Regions from separate parts of the Mus musculus genome. Here regions 1, 3, 4 and 5 are each linked to region 2. The links are chromatin contacts, called in public Hi-C, HiChIP or PLAC-seq and promoter capture Hi-C maps. All regions are on one chromosome and are shown on one strand. Each heading gives the region's core, a stretch centred on a gene start, on an enhancer-like site or on the middle of the called end of the contact. The rest is flanking DNA. Distances are from core to core; before and after follow the strand shown.

Region 1 (2,700 bases), core at 92-2,591, 300 kb before region 2:
GTCTGGAACCCAAAATTTTAGGACCCCCGGTAGATCTAGCTTTTGTTAGTTTTTCTCAAAGGAAATGTACGTTCTACTCGAGAGTATCTTCTTAAGAGGAGTGCTCACTAAATATTTTTCAAATAGGTGACTACACTAAGGTGAGGTTGTACTGGATTTAGAAACTGGATTTAGAGCGTGTTAGGACACCCCACCCGACCCTCGCCTCACTCCCTTTTGCCTTGTGAACACCAGTCTGGGAGGCCCGTTTTAGACACTGCCTCCATCGATCTCTTCTGCTGTACTGTGAGCTCTATGAGGGCATCTTGGTTTCTTAGAATCTTGCTATTGAACAGTGTTTGTGTTTTATTTTGGGGTATGTGTTGTGTGTGCACTAAGATGTGGGTGTGTGAGAATGTCAGATGTCTTCCTCTCTCACTCTCTGTCTTATTGCCCTGAGACAGGGTCTTCCACTGAGAGGCTAAGCTGGCTGGCTGGCCATCGAGCTCTCAGAATCTACCTGCCTCCACTCCCCAATGCTGGAGTTACTGGCACACACAGCTATGCCCTGCTGCGTGTGTGTGTGTGTGTGTGTGTGTGTGTGTGTGTGTGTGCTGGGTATTGGAATCCAATCCTCATGCTTTTAAAATAAGCACTCTTACCCGTTGAGTCATTTCCTCAGCTCCCCCCCCCCCTGTATTAATTGTAGCAAAGTATTTGCAACATGAAATTTCCCATTTTGGCCATTCTGAAAGTGTCCTGTCCAGTGGCATTGAAAATGATGACTCTTTGTAGCCACCATCCCTTTCTATCTTGTAAAATGGAAACTCTATGTCATTGAACAATAGCTGTCCAGCTTCTTTGTGTATAGTGCAGGCTAGCCTCTAACTCCTGGTCTGGCCTTGAACACATGCCCTTCTTCCTCCACCACCCCCATATTGGGATTATAGATTCAGGCACCACACCTTGCTTCAGTGCGCTCACTGAGCAATCTAATGGCTAAAAATGTTGAATGTTTTTCATGACAATATGCATTTCTTCATTTGAAAACTGCTCAGTTTATCCTTTCATTTATTGATGGGGTTATTGGTTCTTTGAGTGTTTAATGATTTGAGTTCTTTATATATGGTGGACATTAGTCCCTGTGCTGGTTGGTTTTTGAGAACTTGACACAAGCCTGAACATACCCAGGGGAGGAAAATCATACCAGAGAAACTGTTTAGATAAGCTTGGCCTGTGGGTACATCTGTGGGGCATTCTGTTGATTGCTAATTGATGTGGGAGGGGCCAGCCCACGGTAGGCGGAGTCATCTCTGGGCAGGTAACCTGGGTTGTATAAGAAAGGTAGCTGAGCAAGTCAGGGAAAGGAAGGCAGTAAGCAACTGTTCTCCTGCCTTGAGTTCCTGCCTCAGCTACCCTGGGATAGACTGAAACCTGTAAGTGAAAATTATCCTTTTTCTGCCTAATGTGCTTTTTGGTCAGGGTTTATCACAGTTACAGAGAAGCAAACCAGGTCAGGCCCCTAAGAGATCACAAGCAACAAAGTATTTTCTTCCGTCCTGCACACTGATTCTCTCTGTTGTGTAAAAGCCCCTTATTTTAATTTTTCATGTTTGGAGCCATTTCCGGAGCTAGAGCTGCCCTCTCAGAAAGCCTCCTCTGCTGTGTTTTGAGCTGTTGCTCCTGTGCTTTCGTCCAGTGGTTGCAGGTCTTACAGTAAGTTTCTGGTCCACTGTGGTCTGACTTTTGTGCAAAGTGAGACCTGTGAATCTGGTTTCAGTTTTCCACGTGAGGCTATCCAGATTCATCAGAAACATTTGTTCAACAGGCATTGTTTTTCTAAACACACATTTTTTTTCTGTACCTGTGGGGGAAATCATGGCTATAACTGTATATTGGTATAAAGGAAAAACAATAACTTCTAGTATGTTGATCTTGTGCCCCTTTGCTGAAGGTGTTTACCAGACCTCAGAGTCTCATGGGAGTCTTTAGAGCATTCCCATTGTAGGATGACGTCATCTACAAACAAGTATACTCCAGTTTCTTTGTTTTCTATTTGTTTCCTTTTAATTCCTGTTTCTGTCTTATTGCTTTCATTTCAGCTTAAATCACTGTAAAGAGAGTGGACATTGCCACACTGCTATTGATTTTAGAGAAAATGTTTTTGGTGTTCTTCATTCTGTAAGCTCTAGCTCTGACCCATGTGCCCTTGATTATGGTCCCTTTCTTTCTAGTATCTTCAGAGCCTTTATCACAAAAGATGTTATGTTATATAAAAGGCCTTTCTGTTCCATTGAGATGATAATTTGTGTTGACCTTGATTCTCTTTGCATGTGGTACATTTGTTGATATATATATGCTGAACTGTCTGTCCTTTTTGGGGCAAAAGCAGCCAGTGATATTTTTATTTTTATTAAAATGTTTATATTTTATTTTATTTCATGTGTTTAGGTGTTTTGCTTGCATGCATGTGCAGTGCCCACAGAGGCCATTGACCATTGACCCAGACATGGCCTCAGGTGGCAGCACAAACTACTCACATCAGGCTGTTCCTCATCACCCTCACATTTCCAGTTTCTCCTCTTATCATACTGCATAAACTGTTCTTTTTCTTCTGTCTCTCCACCACACACTTGCCATGATAGTGGTGCCTTCTCGCCTCTGGGTGTCTTCCACCCATCTTCTGCTGTATGGCAGCAGGCTTGCCTCCTGGGAAGAGAA
Region 2 (2,700 bases), core at 184-2,683:
GAAAAGATAAGGTGACACATAGATATTGACTATCAGTTTATGAAATGCTTATTGAATGTATTTCCACTTTCTTGACTACTAGACTAGATGTAAAGGAGAAATGGGAAACAGCTTGCTGAGTATACAAAGAAGTGGTCCTTGACTTGGTGCTCAACTGGAAATTAAAAAAGTATATGTGTGTAAGGAAGCATCAAATTTCTATAAGAGAAATACAACTTATTTGTGCAAAGAATGGGCAGGATGGAAAAGGTCAGAAGAGGTGACCTGCTCAGTATTAGTTGTTCACTAAGGACTTCAAGTTGCCCAGCTCAGTGAAGGCATGTCAAGATCCTGTTGATACTTCCCACTCAGTACAGAGATTAAAGATAGTTCAGTCAATTTTGTTCAGTGGAAGGAAGAGAAAAGCAATTCCCAATAATGCTCTCTGTGTGAAGATTAGAAGTTGTCCACAGACTCACATTCAAACGATCAGGGCACTAGGCAGTAAAATATCTTGGATATATTTGGTTCATTCCCAGATTGTTACCACTTGACTAGTTCCAAGTAAATGGTATACGTTCAATAAAAATTAAGTGAATGTTGTCTAAACCATCTGAGAAGTGTGCTACCTGTTGACCATTTCTATGTAACAGTCACGACAGTCTACACAATTACTCTCCCCTTCAAACAAAAACCTACCAAGTGTATGGCATATTCCCTTCAGGAAAAGATGTTGACTGACAGCTTTGCTGTAAGGATGTGGAACAGCTAAAAAACAACTGTTTTTAGTGGAATATGAACGAACTGCTATGAGAGAGTTGATTACAAGTGCTACAGTCCTAGCGCTGAAGATCTTTAAAATCCAGTGGTTTAGAGAAGCTTTCAGCTTGGGCACGTTCAGGAACTTGAGAGTTCCGCTAAGCCGATAGGTCCAGACATCACGTCAAACATTTCTTGAGCATGTCATAGTGCCGGGTGCTTTATTCAGTTCTCACATTTTGGTTGTTTGTAAGAGGCAAAGGCTCTTCTCGTGGTAGATTCGAGTTCTGGACAGAAGAAAAATTCAGATTTGGTAGGTGGTTTTATGGGCCTGTCACTAAGAGAGATTGAGAACCTTTACTAGGAGGTAGATCTTGAGAAAGGTCAGGAAAAGCGTTAAGTCGAAGCCAATCTATAGCAGAGTCAATTACCTGAGAATCACTCAACTAGGAGGTTCTTCTTGTGGCCTAGCCAGCTGAATCTCTGTTAGGAGGAATATCTGTTGAATAGTTTGTTTTGGCTCAGGACAAAAGATAAAGACATGATGTAGTTTTTGAGGATGGTCAGGCCAGTGTATATCAGGTCAATCCACTTCACAGGTCAGGTCTCTCTTCAGATGAGGCTCAGCTGGCCTCCTCTTGGGGGGTCATGTGATGCGCCCGCGGATGCCTGGAGCGCCGCGCGCAGGCCTGGGCGGGCCTAGGTAGAAATCAACTTCCGGTGAGGATGTCCTGGACGCCGGGTGGTGTGTGGGCTGCCCGAACGTGGGTTCCTGGGCCAGCAGTCACCGGGAGGGGGGTGGTTGCGTAGCCGGTGTCCCGGAGCCAGTGTCTGAGAGCCGGGTGTGACGCGCAACAGCGCGGGGAGCACTGCGGTGGGCGCAGGTAATCGGGTGCTCGCCGTCTGGGTCCGGGTCTCGGCCGCGGGTGGGAACGTGACCAAGTTACTGCGAGTCGCGAGGCCGCGGCCGGGCGACTCACGGGACCTGGGTCAGGGAGACACCTCGCTCCCGCCCTCGCCCGCGGGGCCCTGCACTTGGGTAGTCCCGAGTGGAGAGCCATAGTAAGTCCGCTTGTTGTCCGCGCTGTAGTTGCCCCGGCGGAACGGAAGTGTTGACCCTGATGCGGTTCCCGTCGGTGCCGAGCGGCGCACCCCTTCCGGTCTCAGACCTTGGGAAAGCGCGCACTGTGCACTCGGAGTTCTGGAGAGCTGATCGCTGGACACACCCTCAGTGGCGTCTCGGGTTCTCACCCCAGGCGAGCATCGTGCGGAGCGCTTGGCCTCTGTCTGTTACACACCTTTCCCCGCCCCCCCAGGATGCCGCGTCTGCGCGGCTGCCTCCGCAGGAGGGAGCTTTGCACAAGAGTTGTCAGCTGCTCTGACAGCTCTGGGATGGTGAGGCCGCCGTGATCTTGGCCCTCCGCTCTGGGGAAGTGAAGGCTTTGGGCTCAGCTTAGGTCCCTCAGAGGCCGCCCACGAATTCCGACTTATCCCTCCACTGTGCAGACATTGACACGTCTTCGCCCCTAGTTTTAAACTTCCCGGCTCTGTGGAAGGCTATGGAACATGTTTGCATGCTGCGTGGTTGAGGGATTGCCATCTTGTCACAGGGTGGGTCAGCTGTCACCTCAGGATTTAAGACAAAAGCCTGCAGAGTACTCACAGTTTCCTGGGCGACAGAAACCGAGGAGAAGTGCACTTGTAGTCATCTTAGCCACACCTTGTGTTGCTTTTGGGGTTGTTTGAACCTCACCTGTTGGGATAAATGGCTCAGGAAGATGCTAGGTCCGCTGCACCTTGGTGCCACTATGTGGTGTGTTAATGTGTGAAGAATTGCCTGGTGAGAGGTGAGGAAGTTTGGTGTCTCCTAGGATGTCTAGAGATGTTTCAGTGGGCTGGGAACTGTGAACTGGTTGCCTAGCAACACCATACTCCAAATTGGAAAAAAACATAAAACAAAAT
Region 3 (2,715 bases), core at 213-2,712, 270 kb after region 2:
TGAGTTCTTGCCTTGGCTTTCCTTAATGGACTGTGACTCAGGGTATGAAAGGCAAATAAACCTTTTCCTCTCCAAGTTGTTTTTGGTCATAGTGTTTCATCACAACAATAGTGACTCTAAGACAAATAATCATAGAACAACGTTCAAAAGAGAATAAGAGACCCTGGAACAATGAGTGTTTGATGATATTAAAGATGGTGCTTTACTGCACTGGTCAGATAGGATAGTACCATATGGCTGTCATATAAAGGAGCTCTTACGTTCCCAAGACATACTAAAATCATCAATGCATGAAAAATGATATGATATATAAAATCTGCCTCAATATAATCTTTATACACAGCAAAATGGATCCAGGTCTGAAATGCGATGCGAAAAGAGTTCCGTGCAGAGCCGTCAGAGTTGATTTGCTAATCCTATCTGTGTCTGTTCCCACTGCCATGGCAATGTTACCATAACTCTCTGCTTCAAACAACACACCCGTTTATTATCTCACATTTTCTGCATGTTATGAAAACAGATACTGCTGAGATGCGTTCCCAACTTTGGGTCTCACATGGCTCTAATCGAATGTCAGCAGAGGCTGTGCACTTACCGGCTCAGCTGGGAGGGCCAGCTTCCAAGCATACGCTGGTGTTGGCATAATTCTGTTCCTTGTGATTGTCGGGAGGAGGGCTTCAGTTTCTTTGTGGTTGTTAGCTATAGACCACCCTTAGTTCCTGGTTGCCACACACAGTTCTTAAGTCAGGAGAGAAGGGATGGCTCTAGGGCCAACTAAAGTCTTCTACTATCAGGAGATAGGCTCATAAAAAGTACTCAGGTACAAACCTGCAGCGTTAATTTTCATGGTAAAGCAGGCTGACTTAGTGGCAGAGTCAAGAGCATGAAGTATTCTTAGGCCTTGAACGTGACACAGACCCTGCCCTGGAGCAGTGACCCTTCACCTCCTTTCACCCTGTTAAATGACACAGTCAATAGCACAACCTTATCTTTCTCCAAGTATTCAGTAATCCGAGGGCTCTGGTAAAGATGCTATTTCTGTTTTATCTCACAGGTCTGCCAAAAGAGATGGCCGACAAAGTTAGAATTGAATTTTGGAACTGAAGCAGATGTTACCAGAGGTGAGAGCTTGAGAGTATGTGTTTATTTCTATCCCATCATGCTCCTGACAGTAAAACTAGCTCTCTGCGCATGCTCAGTGTTGCGCGCATGCGCGCATTCTTGCGTGCATGTGCATGCATGCATGCATGCATGCGTGGGTGTAAGTTAAATCTTCTGTATCTTGGGTGGCCTAGTTTTATCACTAAGCTGAGATTCAGACAGCATTTTTTTGACCAAGACAGCACATGGCTGAGAATATGACCTATTGGTAGAGTGCTTCTCTAACATGCTTGAATCCCTGGGTTCAACACCTAGTACTGTTTAAACTACGCATGGTAGCACATGCCTGCAATCCTGTGACTCAGGAGGTCGAGGCAGAAGCATCAGGAATTCAAGGTCATCCTTCAAGAATGTCGTGGGACACATGAGACCCCGTCCAGTGGAAAATAATGGGAAGGACAGAAGTAAAGGTCTCAGACCTGAGTTTGCTCCTTTGTACCTTCTTGCAAAGCTTTCATTCGTTGGCTAAAATTATCCTAAATACAGACCTACACCTGTGACCTCACAGCTTCTTACAGCATGTCTAGGAGTCTGGTTTCCAAAAAGAGGTGAGAAGAGGTGGTGTTCGTTGTGTTGGAAGAGTAGAGAAACATGGCACTGCCTCTGCCTCCTGGTACACTGGCCTATGCGCCTCGTATTGAGTTCCTGTCTTCCTGAGGAGCGCGCATCCCTGATGTGGGGGCAGACAGAGTCTACCTTTTTTGGAGTCATTTGCAGCTCTGATTCAGAGGGTGGAGGCTGTGTTGTGTAACCAGAGAACACACATTTCATTCCCTTCTGTGTGATTCATTCAGTCAAATCCTCCTGGCACTGGGGCTGCGTTCCTCCTTTTTTGTTTACAGTTGTGCCGTTGCTTTGTCTATTGTTTAAGTTCATGGATTTTAAAGAATTTACTGTGAAACTTTGTAGAGCCATGTTAGGTATAGGAGTTTCTGCAGTTGTTGCTTTTCTTAGTCTTTCTTTCTTCCTTTCTTTCGAGTTTTAATGAAGGGATGTGGGAACTGGAGAGGGCTGTGACCTTTAGGACACACTTTTAAATTAAATTCAAGTTTGTGACTATGAGGTCTTTTGTTTTTTTGTTCTCCTATTGCCAGAGAGATAAAAAGGAATGGCATTTAGTGACTTCTGAGTGTTTTATACATGTTAGATATGACATGAATCATTTTCATGTAGTTTTATATTTAATCTCGACAAGAATTTTATAATATGAAGGGATTTTTTTCTCATCTAAATGAGGTAACGAAATCTGAGAAAATTTAAAAGTTTGCTTATATGTGTATGTGCTGCACATTAAATATAAATCTAATGCTTTGGGCATAAAGTGTCTTAGTCTGAAAGGCAAACACCCCAATTCTGCATAGAACCCAGGCTTATCCCATCTGCTCCCTCATTAGCCAGGCCTAGCCAGTATCTCATCCGATATGTAACAGGACCCACACCTGTGGGGGCCCTTGATTGTTTCTTTATTACTTTTATTTTTTTACAGTTCAGTTTTTACCCCTTCCTGGTCTGCCCTCCAACAGTTCCACATCCCATTCTTCCTCCCCCTGTTTC
Region 4 (2,700 bases), core at 47-2,546, 280 kb after region 2:
TCATGTTCCCTCCATTCAACTCACCCTGTCTGGATTTGCCCTCTCTTCCATGAGACCAGATCATCTGTTCACACATGATGCAGGACTGGGTTGCCTACTCAAAATAGCAGCTCAGTGTCTTCTTGCTTGACAGAGCATCTTGCAAAAGCTATCTTCATAATAGCTTTTATGTAGGTCTTCATAAACCAGACCTACAGCTCAACTCCTCTTCCATGTACTGCTGTAACCTAGCCCAAACTAGGCATCAATCATCCCCAACTACCTGTTTCTCCGTCTTCCAGGCCCTTAAGGAGAAGTGAGGAAGCAGCTCATTTGTCTCCTACCCCCACCTCCGCACCCTCCCCACCTGCATTGTCTGGCCCAAACAGAATGTAACACATTTTAACAGATGCAAAGACACTCAATGTAGTATAGCTTATTACACCTGGAAGAGAAATTTGCATATTACATCCGACATTCCAGAGAGTAGGATTCATTTAAGACATGAATCTTCCCACAAGGAACTTAAAGCTTATTTAGGGAGGTCAGACATACACTTGAAAACTGTGGTGAAACGTATTTCTGGATCTCACAGGTACTCATTGCCCAGTTTCTAAAAACTGGCCGTACAAATTTTCCACTAGCTTGGAAGGAATATCCACCCACTGCACCGAATCTACTTGCATGTTTACGGTTATGGGAGGTGCAGGTACAGCCTGGGAGAAGGTCTTGTTCCCAGGAGATAAGCTGCGTTTATGATTGAAAGGAAGGGAGTGAGCACACTGGTCTTCCTGGCACCAGAAGCGAGCCGGTGAGAAACAAGGATATTTTTATTAATGTTCAAGCCACTTTGGATGAATGGTCATAACTGATGATGACAATTATTATTTATTAAAGCTTATAGTCCATAAAAGTAAATGGCTTTCCCTCCTTAGTGTGTGGCTGAGTAGGGTGGTTATGGCCTTTGATGGAGAAGGTCTCTGACTTGGTTTGGGGTTTCTGACCTCTGAAATGATTTCAGTGTTACATTGCTGTGCTATGTAGGGACCTAGAAGAATCCAGAGATGACTGAGGTTGAGATGCCAGGGGACAGCCCATTAGAAAGTGTAGCAAGGGGCTGCTGCACACAGAAGTATCAGGAAAAGCCCCTATGATCCAGGTCCTGGAGGACACACACACACACACACACACACACACACACACATATATATGAAAAGAAAAAAAAAACCAAATGAGTCACTTAAGACCCCACTTTGCAAGGCTGACTTTCCTAATTGTCACAACTGACTTTCTTATCAAGTTACTAGGTGACTCAGCTCTGAGAACTCTCCTTCCTGCCCTGCCCAGATCCCTCCCACTGGAGGGGACTTGGTCACAGCAAGAGAATGGGGCAGTGAGAGGAGATGATGTGCCCCTTCCTGTGATTGCTCTAGTATTTTTCTGGGCTGTGTTTGCCTTGGCAGTTTTCATAACAGCAGAAGAGAGCTGGGGTACATCTCTCTCAAAGGCCGTCCTTGAGTGCAAAGGACACACGGTTTCAGTTGGCTGAGCCTGGGAAGTTGGTATTAAACAAGACCACAATTGGGCAGAAAGAGTGAAACACTCTTTGGATATAAAACTTAACAGAGTACTTACTGTCTGTAATAAAGATAAAAGATATATTCTATGTTCCTAGTACAATGTTTAAGCTAGTATAAAAACCCACAAGGCAGAACATTTAATAATTTCAATTGAGGAGAGATAGTACTGTTTGTCTCATAAGAGCTTCCCAGTGAACTGGGAACAAGTATGCTCTACACAGATGTATCTTGCTTTCAGTTGTAGAGTTTCATGATATCTTGCGTGGTTCAAATACAGAGCAGCGTTTCCCTGTGTGTGTGCCAGGGACACATTTTCCTATAGCCCTCAGACTTTCCTGACCACAATGGCATTGAAGCTTAGCAATCTGTTTACCTTTAGAAGAGGGCTGTGAGTGGAGAGATTTCCTACCAAAGAGGGCTAGGCAGGCCTTGACACACATGGATAACATGCCATCAATTGTCCCCTGGAGGGCATCAAACATGACCCTGGGGAGTGCATAGCATGGGAGGTTCAGATGGGTTTAGATGCTGAGCAAAAGGTGGATTTGGAATGACAACCTCAGAGCCTTTGATCAATGACACAGGCTCCTGGACAAGCACTGTACTTCATCATTAAAGATACTTTCTATGAAATCAAAGAAAATCAAACCTGTCATCACTTAAAACCTCACATTATAAAGTTTCTGTGTATATATGTGGCATGTATGTGTAGTTATGTGTTACATTTGTGTGTCATGTGAATATGGTATTCGTATTATATGTGATTTATATATGTATTAATAGGTATGGGTTTGTGTGCTGTAGGTGTGTGTTGCTTGTGTGTTATATGTATGTGTTGTGTGTATATGTGTGTGTTGTGTGTGTTGTGTCATATTTATGTGCTGCATGTGTATATGTGTTTATATACATATGTATGTGTATATATTGTGCAGATGTGTGTGATGCCTATTTGCCTAAGGGGGGATTCCAATCATCTTCTTCCACCATCTCTCCTGACTTGAACCAAAGCCTCAATGGAGTAGAAGTTCATCCTTTTGGCCAGCTTGGATGTCAGAAAGCCTCCAGAATTTGCTTGTCCACACTCCCAGAGGCATATACAGCCATTTCTACATTTTTATGTGGATTTTAACTCAGAGCCTTA
Region 5 (2,700 bases), core at 49-2,548, 350 kb before region 2:
CCACGCGTGAGGCCCTAGGTTAAGGTTTCGAATAAACCGGACTTGGTGGAGCAGTTTTGTGATCCTAGAACTTGGGAGGTAGAGGCAAGAAGATCAGAAGATCAGGGTCATCCTTGGCTATGCATAGTGAGTTGGAGGCTAGCCTGGGCTACATGAGATTCCCATCTCAAAAACAAACAACAAAAATCATAGGGACAGTGAGATGGCTTTATGGGAGTGCTTCCCACCAAGCCTGATGACGGACAGACCCACAGGGTAGAGAGAGAGAAGCAACTCCCCCAAATGGTCCTCTGACCAACATGTACATATGCTAAACACACATGCATGATAAAAAAGATAGCAAGAAATAGAACTGCTTTCTTGCCACCTCCTGTCAGACACATTGAAATAATATGCACACATTTCAAGCTCCAGCGACACGGGAAGAGCACAGGCACCCTCTGTTAGTGGCCACCTGCAGTTAAGTTGCCCGTCTGCAACACATTCTCTCACTGGAGAGATTGGGGATGATGACCCCGCTGCCCCCTGGTGCCTTCAAGGGAAGGTTCTGTCATGCAAGAATGCAGTTATTATCACCGTTGCTGCTGGGCTCTCTGAACACATGTTGATTTTTCATTTAGCCACTATACAGAATGGTTTCTTAACCTCATTTGTAATAAACAAAAATCCCCAGTCAATATGGAAATGTGAGTTTCTGAGGGGCCTCTATTCGAATGTTGTTCTTAAGCAAATAAGCCTGGTTTCAATCAGTCCAGACGTGGGACCATCGTCCTGGCTACCAGGGCCTGGTCCTTCCAGGTGGGACTTGGGGCAGTCTGGGTGTGTGGGAGGCCATGGGCAGAACACTGGCATTGCTGTCTGTGGTGTACCTGTTCAGTCATAAACAGAGAGCCTTAGTTTCCACCTGGCTCCTCTCGCTGGCTCCGCACCGAGAAGTAAGAGAGAGAAAGAGAAAAATGAACAGGAGAGACGTCTCAACTATTCCAGAGACAGGGTCAAACCCAGCCCCGTCCCACTATGCCAGGTTCTAATGTGGTCAGAATGAGGCAGGAGATGGGGGTTTCTGAAATTAAAAGAAAAAAATCCCCTTGGAGGATGTATGTGGACTGTGAATACCAATTCTAGTCAAGTTCTCAGCAAGGAGTGCTAGAGCTGAACTGTAGTCAAAACATCCCACTGAATGGAGTGCTGCCGACAAGACCCTCCCTTTCCTGTTGCTTTATTTAGTCCCAGCCCAGTCCAGCGTTTTGTCAGGCAGACGCTGTGGAGATGCCTCCTTTATCCTCACTGTGTGGAAACGGTGACTCAGAATCTCACTCTTTTTAGGCTCTTGCAGTATCCCTCCTCTTCCCGGCTCCACCCAACTTCCTCCCGTCCTACTAGGTCTGAAAACCTCCAGTCTGGGGACCCACTGTTTAACCTACTGTGATCCAAAAGCCCTGTTTTGCCTTCTGAGGCCATGGGTTGATTAAACCCAGTTCCCACCCGACTCCGGATCTGAGGATCGTGGAAATGCACATTACTTCCCCGCCCTTTGTGGCTCGAGTGTGAAATTTCCCCAACAGGTTCACGCACTGAAACACTGGTCCTTGGCTGGTGTCGCTGCTCGGGAAGGTTGCACAGGCAAGCCTTTGAGGTTTAGAGCCTTCCTTGCCCCCTCCTCTCGTTCTTCCTGCTTCTCGTTCCATCAAGATGTGAGTCGTAACGGTTCCCACCCCAATACCACCGTGATGGACTTGGTGGGCACCATCCCTCCATAACGTGAGTCCAGATAAACCTATCCCCCCTTAAGCAGCTCTTGTTAGGAATGATCTCACAGCAACCAGGAAAGTAACAGCTCTATCCCCCTCAATAGTTTTGTCACCAAATCTATATCAGTAAGTTTTCTCTGCACAGTGTTAAGTATTTCTTGAAAACCAACGGGTCACAAATGGCTATCTTTTTCTGGGAATAATAGCTTGATTCTAGAAATCATTTGTTGGTGTTTATGTCTCTTACAGACACAGAGTGAGTGACACCCAGTGACCAAGTCTTGATGATTGTACTTCATGCCATTAGATAATAAATGCAGTATTCTGTTCAGTCAATGACAGGCCTCCCATAAGATCATATTGCCTCGAGATGCTGAAGCCATCTGAGTTTGTGTGAGGATGCTCTCTGATATTCATAGAAGGGAAAACCCCTCTGATGCTGTTTCTTAGATTATGTCCTATCCATGAGCAATACCTGACTGTATATAACTTTACCAGAATAGATGGCTATTATTTTTATTACACTGTTGCAATACCAAGAGGAATGTTTCTGGGGCCGGCTGGGTAGATGATCTAGTTGGCCAACTGCTTGCTGTGCAAGCATGCATACCTGAGTTTGCACCCCTGTCACCCAAGTAAAAGCTGAGCGCAGCTCATTCCTGTGTATGAGTGCCAGGGACCAGAGACAGGAGGACCCCAGAGCTTTCTCATCAGCCAGTATAGCCCAACCAGCGAGCTCAGGTTTAGTGAGTTTGTCTCAAAAACACAAAGCAGAGATTGAATAAGAAAGACATCTGGCATGACCTTTAGTCTTCATCTGCACTCATGTGCATTTGCATACCTCAAAATGGCACAAGTACATGCACAGAGAAATGCACACACACACACACACACACACACACACACACACACACACACACAGTATTTGATTGAGCTGTCTTTACTGCTT

What was found. Promoter capture Hi-C pulls out the DNA fragments that hold promoters and counts their contacts. Hi-C and Micro-C count contacts between places; a contact is called where the count stands out from the background. HiChIP or PLAC-seq counts read pairs in DNA pulled down with a chosen protein or histone mark.
Region 1: a promoter capture Hi-C map of hippocampal neurons shows a contact between it and region 2, with 4 times the contacts expected there. The contact joins the promoter of E330012B07Rik here to the promoter of Ccdc91 in region 2. A contact is called at or near these places in 2 of 39 promoter capture datasets (hippocampal neurons and maxillary cranial neural crest), 1 of 484 Hi-C or Micro-C datasets (embryonic stem cells), 4 of 115 datasets of contacts at active chromatin or transcription factors (embryonic stem cells and pancreatic cancer cells) and 1 of 9 other capture datasets (adipose tissue).
Region 3: an HNF4G HiChIP or PLAC-seq map of pancreatic cancer cells shows a contact between it and region 2. The contact joins the enhancer-like site here to the promoter of Ccdc91 in region 2. A contact is called at or near these places in 6 of 39 promoter capture datasets (the 3T3-L1 cell line, 3T3-L1-derived adipocytes, embryonic stem cells and 3 more), 2 of 484 Hi-C or Micro-C datasets (adipose-derived mesenchymal stem cells and uterus), 4 of 115 datasets of contacts at active chromatin or transcription factors (cardiomyocytes, embryonic stem cells, oligodendrocyte precursor cells and 1 more) and 1 of 9 other capture datasets (pancreatic islet).
Region 4: a FOXA1 HiChIP or PLAC-seq map of pancreatic cancer cells shows a contact between it and region 2. The contact joins the enhancer-like site here to the promoter of Ccdc91 in region 2. A contact is called at or near these places in 6 of 39 promoter capture datasets (the 3T3-L1 cell line, 3T3-L1-derived adipocytes, hippocampal neurons and 3 more), 2 of 484 Hi-C or Micro-C datasets (myocytes and uterus), 5 of 115 datasets of contacts at active chromatin or transcription factors (cardiomyocytes, embryonic stem cells, oligodendrocyte precursor cells and 1 more) and 2 of 9 other capture datasets (adipose tissue and pancreatic islet).
Region 5: a contact with region 2 is called in a Hi-C map of cerebral cortex, with 1.7 times the contacts expected there. The contact joins the enhancer-like site here to the promoter of Ccdc91 in region 2. A contact is called at or near these places in 5 of 39 promoter capture datasets (embryonic stem cells and hippocampal neurons), 4 of 484 Hi-C or Micro-C datasets (cerebral cortex, embryonic stem cells and pancreatic cancer cells) and 5 of 115 datasets of contacts at active chromatin or transcription factors (embryonic stem cells, forebrain, large pre-B cells and 1 more).

What each region holds. Positions count from the first base shown.
Region 1 is chr6:147,178,900-147,181,599 of GRCm38.p6, forward strand. It overlaps E330012B07Rik (RIKEN cDNA E330012B07 gene), which reads left to right and starts at 1,342. Exons shown (of 3, transcript NR_033640.1): 1 at 1,342-1,415.
Region 2 is chr6:147,474,438-147,477,137 of GRCm38.p6, forward strand. It overlaps Ccdc91 (coiled-coil domain containing 91), which reads left to right and starts at 1,434. Exons shown (of 13, transcript NM_025911.2): 1 at 1,434-1,622. It overlaps Gm6288 (a long non-coding RNA gene), which reads right to left and starts at 1,382. Exons shown (of 4, transcript XR_869623.3): 1 at 679-1,382.
Region 3 is chr6:147,739,754-147,742,468 of GRCm38.p6, forward strand. No RefSeq gene overlaps it. Among named protein-coding and RNA genes, the nearest start is that of Gm15762, 21 kb to the left of the region's middle. Within about 2 kb of position 1,463, at least 45 of the 459 cell types and tissues checked have an H3K27ac peak or open chromatin away from gene starts, as enhancers often do. A contact at or near this core is called in adipose-derived mesenchymal stem cells, pancreatic cancer cells and uterus, where this site is marked.
Region 4 is chr6:147,758,980-147,761,679 of GRCm38.p6, forward strand. No RefSeq gene overlaps it. Among named protein-coding and RNA genes, the nearest start is that of Gm15762, 40 kb to the left of the region's middle. Within about 2 kb of position 1,297, at least 44 of the 459 cell types and tissues checked have an H3K27ac peak or open chromatin away from gene starts, as enhancers often do. A contact at or near this core is called in pancreatic cancer cells and uterus, where this site is marked.
Region 5 is chr6:147,120,238-147,122,937 of GRCm38.p6, forward strand. No RefSeq gene overlaps it. Among named protein-coding and RNA genes, the nearest start is that of Klhl42, 31 kb to the left of the region's middle. Within about 2 kb of position 1,299, at least 6 of the 459 cell types and tissues checked have an H3K27ac peak or open chromatin away from gene starts, as enhancers often do. A contact at or near this core is called in cerebral cortex, where this site is marked.